Linked DNA regions of Arabidopsis thaliana: region 2 is linked to region 1. The links are chromatin contacts, called in public capture Hi-C maps. All regions are on one chromosome and are shown on one strand. The core of a region is the stretch at or near the end of the contact, and the rest is flanking DNA. Distances in the headings are between cores, read along the strand shown.

Region 1 (3,856 bases), core at 1,153-3,652:
AGTAAACTACCGTAAAAAGACATAAACGCTTGCATTAGATTGATACATGTTATGCGCATGGAACATCTCGGGTTAGGTACAAAATTCTAGTGTAATGAACAAGCCAACATGATTTTTAAAACATAAAATTGCAGTATGATAGTCTTTTAAAATGCAATATCTAGTGGATAATGTGAAAACATTGGTTAATGTTAATTATTATCAGAGCCAAATGCAGTATTGTAGTCTTTTAAATTATTAAATAACCAAATATTTTTTTTTTTTTTTTTTTTGGACAAAAACTTGTTTTCATTCACTTAAATCAAACCAAGTACAAAGTAGGATAACACAAAGATCATAAAGTTTAAAATACAAATAAAATAGACATTCCTCAATGCCAAAACATGATAGATAAGGTGAGACGACGGTGAATTCATGAGAGCTTTGAGACAAAGGCTATTAAGTATTCTGAAACATGTGAAGTCATAGCTAGTCGAATGATCTTCCACAAACCCGTTACATAGGAAGAAGATTACCAAATAGCTTACATTGGTACAAACATAGGAACCCGTTACATATTACTTTTTTGAGTGAGTTATTTAATATTTATAACGAAATTTAAAGAAATGACTCCTTTTTTTTGTCAACGGAGAAATGTCTTTACGGTATTATATTTTTCAAAAACTTTCATTAAAAAATAAAATTTTCCATTGAATCATTTTTAAAATTTCTTTTGCTTATAAAAAAAGTTGACTTATCTAAATGTTAAGGATAATGTGTTCGTGAATGATGGTTTTGATCCTCTATTGTTTTGATCAATGGCGCAAGGAAAGTGTAGGAAAATACCATTAGTTTGTATTCTTATTGAAGTCTAACGAGCATTAATTCCATGCAATCAGTGCACGTTTCACTCCATCTACCAATCTACATTGATGAAACTTTAACTGCTTTTTATGATCTTGTTCTTAAGTATAAGCTTAGTAGATATTTATTTTCTCCTGATCATTCAACATCAAAAATGAAAAGTGTGTCTTATGAGAACAATTTCTTATTTTCTTGAAGAAGTGTCATGATTCGATTTGTGAGTCTCATGCATTATTCAAAAGTTATACAATTTTGCTAGAAAGAGTCATTTTGCATTTTTTTTTTTTTTACATTGATATGATTACCTATGAGGCTATGACCCATTTCTATATCTTTATAATTGATGTTTATTTTAAGTGATTTGAAATGCTCTAACGATGAAATTGGTGATGAAAATGAGAGAATTTAACCCAATTACTGGAGATGATCCATTAAGGTATATTATCTTCCCTTGTGTTTACTTTAGACAACGAAACTATACGTGGGAAAATTTTATGTTAAAAGTTACTATAAAGGTAGTAACAAAACTTATAAGATTTCTTCCCTTTATAGTATATTTGAAAACCTGACTGACTGAGACATTTTTGTTACTATAAAGAGAAGAAAATATACTAGAAAGCTAAAACAAGACATTCCATTTCAACCAAAACTATAATCTCTACTGATTTACCTTATAACTTTTTACCATTCTTTGTCAACTTTAATAGTCATTTTCACTTTTAAGATGGGTTACTTTCCAAAATTTGAAAATCTGACTGAGACGTTTTTGTGTGCTTTACATATACAAAAAAAACTTTAGAGCATAAGAACGACTAGAAAAAAAAAAAAAAAAACTAAAGTGAGTTCCCACAAATAACACAAAAATAGAAGAAGCAATAAAAAAAAAAGAGTTACGTTATAGAAAAGAGTTTTCGTCAATTATTGTTTCCCTGGTGAAAGAGTAAAAAGATGAAAAATCATATTAACAATAATAGAAGATTACGATAAAAGCTTAAGATGGGAGAGACCTCATATGCATAAAGTGTTCCCATGCCATTTCTATCTCTACATGTTAAACCTCATTGCTTTCATCAGCATCTTTCTACCAAACCGATGAAGTATGATTGATATATTGTGTGATTCAAATCTCCAAATTTTGTTTTATTGCATGATTAAAAATATCCCCGACCTTATAATATACGTCTACCTTTTGTTTATGTCCTTGCTGTCCACTATCAAAAATAAAAAGGAACATACAGATAGGATAACAAATACATCGGAAACTCAAAGGAAATGAGAGAATAAATACAAATAAATAATACTTCCAAATTGTAAACTCTAATTTAACAAGGAAAAACATTTTCTAAAAATTATCATACGATTAAAAAATATTATAAGCATTAAATAGAAAAAAAAAGTGTACGTGTGGGTGTGGGTCAGAATAATTAAATAATTTTGTACGTGTGGGTTTTTTAGTCAAAAGAATCAACACCGTCTACTTTCACTATAGCTAATAATGTCGGGACAATGTCTCCTAATAGATCACCTCCCTTAGCTTCCTCTACATTATATATTCACCATTCTTCTTTCTTTGTTCCTCAACAGGGCTCACATTCTCTATCCACCAAAACTTTTCTTCTACTTTTCTATCTATATATCTATTGTTGAGCTACAAAGTGAAAGTACTTTTACTTGCTATATTGATCACCAAGTTATAGCATTTAAAAAAAATGTTGTCAAGCAAAGTTGTTGGCGACTCTCATGGACAAGACTCATCCTACTTCCTTGGATGGCAAGAATACGAGAAGAATCCTTTCCACGAGTCGTTTAACACTAGTGGGATTGTTCAAATGGGTCTTGCTGAAAACCAGGTTTGTATCAATGAATCTACTAACTATTTTAACTCATAGAGAACAAAACTAGTATGTACACAATTTCCAAACTTTTGTTTATCGGTTGTTGTTTCCGTTCTTTTTGCAGCTTTCTTTTGACCTAATAGAGAAATGGCTTGAAGAGCATCCAGAAGTCTTGGGTTTGAAGAAAAATGATGAGTCGGTGTTTAGACAATTAGCTCTGTTCCAAGATTACCATGGCTTGCCAGCTTTCAAGGATGTAAGTAACATATTGGGAGTGTTTAAACAAAGTTTCAGTTTAGTTTAACTTTAACGGAAACAAATAATCGATAGGGTTTTGATATTTCGAATTCAAAAGATCGAAAATTCGCGTGTGGTTATTTTTTTATTTATTATTATTATTCTTTTTGGATTCGGTTTTTCGGATATATAAAAAGAGAGTAAACATTATAGGAGTAGAGTCAAACTATGATACTAAATATTCTATGGTTTTACACAACAGGCCATGGCGAAGTTCATGGGGAAAATCAGAGAGAACAAAGTGAAATTCGATACGAACAAGATGGTTCTTACAGCTGGATCAACCTCGGCTAACGAGACTCTAATGTTCTGTCTTGCTAATCCAGGAGATGCCTTTCTTATCCCTGCACCTTATTATCCAGGGTACGTGTATATTTTTACACTAACGTTTCTGAATATGTTAGTGTTATTTACAAGAGAGACTAAATTTGTTTTTTGTTTTTTGTCATCATGAAGGTTTGATAGAGATCTCAAATGGAGGACAGGAGTAGAGATTGTTCCTATCCATTGCGTAAGCTCAAATGGGTACAAGATAACCGAGGATGCATTAGAAGATGCCTACGAACGAGCTCTCAAACATAACCTAAATGTTAAAGGAGTTCTCATAACCAACCCTTCAAACCCACTTGGAACCTCTACCACCCGTGAAGAGCTTGATCTTCTTCTGACCTTCACATCAACCAAGAAAATCCATATGGTTAGCGATGAGATCTACTCGGGAACGGTTTTCGACTCTCCTGAGTTCACCAGCGTTCTAGAAGTGGCTAAGGACAAGAACATGGGTTTAGATGGTAAAATCCATGTTGTTTACAGCTTGTCCAAAGATCTAGGCCTCCCCGGATTTCGTGTTGGCTTGATTTACTCAAACAATGAGAAAGTGG
Region 2 (4,044 bases), core at 763-3,262, 85 kb after region 1:
CTCATCGGTAGAGAGATTGGTGACTATGGTACTATAGTCGGGTGTGGTTGGAGATAACAGAGTGAGAAAGAATTGGTAATCACCGCTCCTTGGAGACGGAATCATAATGCCTTTCTTTCTCAAAAGTCGAGTTTCTTGAATAAGATACTTAGGGTTGATGGTTGGCACTTGATACATCTTGAAATTCAGAGGAAACAAGGGTGGAATTGTGAAGAAGCTCCGGTAATCCTCTTTCCTTGGAAGCGGGATCATAATGCCGGTTTTCTTCGAGCTTAGCCTTTTAAAGTGGTGAATAACACCATCGTTTTCCTTACTGGGGAAAGACTTTGGGGACAGGTTGGATTCGCATATGGAAGTTGCAGTAGCTCTATGCGAAATCATGATCCAACACAGTGAGGTAAATGGGGTTGTGGGGTACTTAAGATCAGATAATGGCTTGCGGTAAGGGATTAGATAACATACGATCAGACTTTCGCGGTAAGGGATTAGATAACATACGATCAGACTTTTGCAATGAAACAAAAGAAACAATCGAGCTAATCTATCAACCAGGTTTCGTGAAAAATAATTGCAATCCCAATCTAAATCCATCACTACCATCACATGAAAGCGTCCACTGCTCTCTGTCAATGAGAATGAGTTCAATAAAATTGGCCTTCACATAACATAATTAAGATCAGACCTTGGCCTTAGAAGAGGTGGGCTTAATCCAGCAGAGATCCTCATGGGCTTCAAAAGGTTGGGTAATGGGCTGAAGGGAGAGCATAAATAACTTGGGCTAGGCCCAAAGCGAGAGACTCTTTTTTGAAGCTTTTTCTCTGTTTGTTTTTCTCTTATTGTAATAAAAGGTTTTAGCTTCTGAATTGGTTTTTAGCTCTATCACTTCTCTCCTTTGATGTTGCAGTTTAGATCCTCTTCACAGTCAGTCTTCTCTAGACTGAAAGACCTCAACTTATATCTTCCTGAACTTTATCCAAATTGATATATGATTAAGAACACCACCATCAAACCATGTCCTTGTTGCTTTAACGATTCACAGACCAAACACACTTTAATCCCTTTTCACTTCACCTCTTGTGAAAAATCTTTCACATATTTCTTTTTCACGGTGTCTCTTTCCATCCTCTTATGATTTTGTTTTGTCTAATCAATACGTGCCTTAATTTTCAAACTTTCCACTTGCTCCATACTTTTTCTTCGAAAATCCCTTATTTTCCTTGTTAGTAAAACCTTTTATCAAGCTCATCGAGGGGTAGCTTAGTTAAGTCAATATCTCTATCCTATTACTATGTCGTTTTAATCCTTAGATTGTTTATTTAAACTATGATGTCTCATCATTAGGTTTTTATCTTATGAAATATCAATTAATCAAAATTTTCTAAATCTCTCTATCTCTTCTTCTCCGCCATTAACCGCACATTTCTCTTCTTTCTGGTTAAGTTTATTCTTCGATAGGCTTCAGAACTTATCATCATCATCTTTTTATTTAGTCTCTCTTGTTCTCTGAAAACATTTATCGAAGGATCAATTAAACTTAACAATCATCTTCTTTCTCAATTTCTTCTGATACCTCATCTCTATCTTCTAATTCTCATCTTAATTCTGCTATTTCTTTGATAAGTCTATTTCGTGCTTATCAAGATTCATGTTTTGGATACAGTACTTCATCCACAAATAAAAGGAACGCTGATAAATCTGGTTTTATGGTTCCGAGTCACTAGAGAGGGTCTGGATTTATTGGGACTACTAATAACTTGGAAAGGATTGGTGGGAATGGAACGGTGAGGCTGAATCAAAGGATTTAATTTGTTGGGGGCTTGGAGCTTGGTAACTGATTCTTCAATTTAAGTTTGGGTATAGTGAGTAGACTTCAACTAAAATGCTTTTGCGAAAAGAATTTGGGATTGATTCGCATATTTAATAATGATATGTAAACATTGGAAGTTCGGGACTTAGTAGTGAGATTCCTTCATCATTTAATAATTTTGTGAACTTAGAAGAATTTTGGGCACTTGTTTATTGCCCTTGAGTTAAGGTTTTTTTTTCTAAATTAAGCAAAAATAAGTCACTTAACAAGAGAACATAAATGTGTCTGTAAAAACTTAAGTGCTGATTTGTTAATTTGTGATATATGTTCTTAGAGCAAATCCTACACTATGAGATGCTCTCTAATGATGTTACTTGTTCAGTGTCTAGGTTATCTACTTATCTCATTTAAATATAGGACTGAGCTATAGGTTTTAGATCGTTGGATACATAAAAGAGACTTTTCTGCTTTATCGAAAAACTATTTTGTAAACGCTGATAGAATGTTTTGACTGGTTTTGGTTTTGATTTATTTCTGTTTGTGCTTCTCGCTCTTTACACATGTATTTGATTGTATTCTGATGGTTCTGATCTCTTTAAAATAAGAATCGAGTTCCAAAAGCCTTACTGTGTTTGTTTACCTTATTAATTCTCCTATCTTCGTTTATTAGTGGATTCTTTATACTTTTAACTCACATGATTCTTTACCAACTTGTATGAAAGTGTTGGTAGTGCCACGAACAGGTTTTGCAAGTCTTTGAACTATTAATTTAATTCACTTTTTTTATCAAGGAACTAAGAGTTTTATTGTAATCAGAAACATGATCTGGTTCATCCTCTTATTTGTTTCTAATGATTAGAGCAAAGAACAAAGATTTGGTACTTTAATTGAAAAACTATAAAATTGATTACTCCATTTGGACTTGTTGCCGTCATGGACTTGTTGGGTTACTATCATTTTTGTCATTTATTTGGGCTGGTTGCCGTCATGGGCTTCTAGCAAGTGAAAATTTAATTAACTCAATAGATTAGTAACAATGAATTTTGTAACAAATAACTTGAGATGCCCGCTAAAAGGCTCTCCACGTGTTTTTCATTCTGAAGTTGCCTCGTCTTACCGTGGTCATTTCATTATGCGAAAAAGTCATGGTAAATAATCATTACATTTACCCACATTTCGATTCATTTATCTGATAGCAAATTATTTTAAATTTAAATTAATCTTGGATGCCTCATTAATATGCGTAATAGAGGAAGAGGAAACAAAGGGACGATCATCTTTTTTTTTGTAAACCCTAGTTTGCTTTCACTGGCTACTCTAACTTTTCTCTTCTCTTGTGTCATTTCTCAATATTGCTCTCACCACCGGCGATTTACTCGCCTCTCTCACAAATCCTCCATCTCTAACCTTGTCTTGATCATATTCTTTCCATCTCCGACGCTCTCTCTCGAACTGACCACCGTACCCTCTCAATCCAGTTTAAACGATCTGTCTCTCTCGTCATCACTCCATCTCCGACGTTTTCTCAGCCTTCTACTCCTTCATCTTTAAGGTAAGTGTGAGTTTTCGAAACCCAGATTTTCTTCTTTTCGATTATTAAGTTCTTATTTATTTTTCAAAGATAAATTTTGCATGTGGTTTCTTAATAAGAGGTATTTGTTTTGAAATATAAGATTTTTAATATTTGAATTTTGGAAGAGTTTGAGATCTTTTATAGAAACCTAGTGTACTTAAAAAAAAAACAATTTCTTTAAAAAAATTTCAGTTTAAACAACGATATTTTACCTTACTGTTTTTGTTTCTTTTTTCCCTACTAACTATACTCGTTTTCTCGATGTATCTTGTGCAAGATGATTCCTAACAGTGGTTCCGGCTCTGGAGGTTATGGATCTGATGGTTCTGGCTGTGGTGGATGTGGTAATGGTCGTGAAATTGGTGGACGTGGTAATGGCCGTGGAGATGGTCGCAGTGGTGACAGTGGAGATGGCCACGGTGGTGATCATGGAGATGACCGTGGAATTGGTGGTGGTTACCGTGGAAGAGGAAGAATTCTGGCCGCAGTTATGGGACGTGGCAGTGGCAATAGAAGGGGTAGCCATAGGAAAATCAACATTGACGCCTTGCTATCTCAAGAAGTAAGGACATTGATGCCGCTTCCCCACCCGGATAGACCAGATGGAACTTTGTGGTACGTATGAATGTCTTTCTTGTATATATATGAGATAAGAAAAGTGATT

The links. Capture Hi-C pulls out chosen DNA fragments and counts their contacts.
Region 2: a contact with region 1 is called in a capture Hi-C map of seedling, with 1.7 times the contacts expected there. A contact is called at or near these places in 1 of 26 Hi-C or Micro-C datasets (rosette leaf) and 1 of 3 other capture datasets (seedling).

Annotation. Positions count from the first base shown.
Region 1 is chr4:4,884,560-4,888,415 of TAIR10.1, forward strand. It overlaps ACS11 (1-aminocyclopropane-1-carboxylate synthase 11), which reads left to right and starts at 2,403. Exons shown (of 4, transcript NM_116873.2): 1 at 2,403-2,693; 2 at 2,803-2,934; 3 at 3,178-3,338; 4 at 3,432-3,856. The coding sequence starts at 2,553. AT4G08039 (Defensin-like (DEFL) family protein) reads right to left here and starts at 1,476. Exons shown (of 2, transcript NM_001036515.1): 1 at 1,414-1,476; 2 at 289-435. The coding sequence starts at 1,476. The coding sequence ends at 289.
Region 2 is chr4:4,969,895-4,973,938 of TAIR10.1, forward strand. AT4G05335 (a long non-coding RNA gene) reads right to left here and starts at 2,013. Exons shown (of 1, transcript NR_141862.1): 1 at 1,630-2,013. AT4G05315 (a long non-coding RNA gene) reads left to right here and starts at 1,406. Exons shown (of 1, transcript NR_141861.1): 1 at 1,406-1,832. It also overlaps the pseudogene AT4G08090.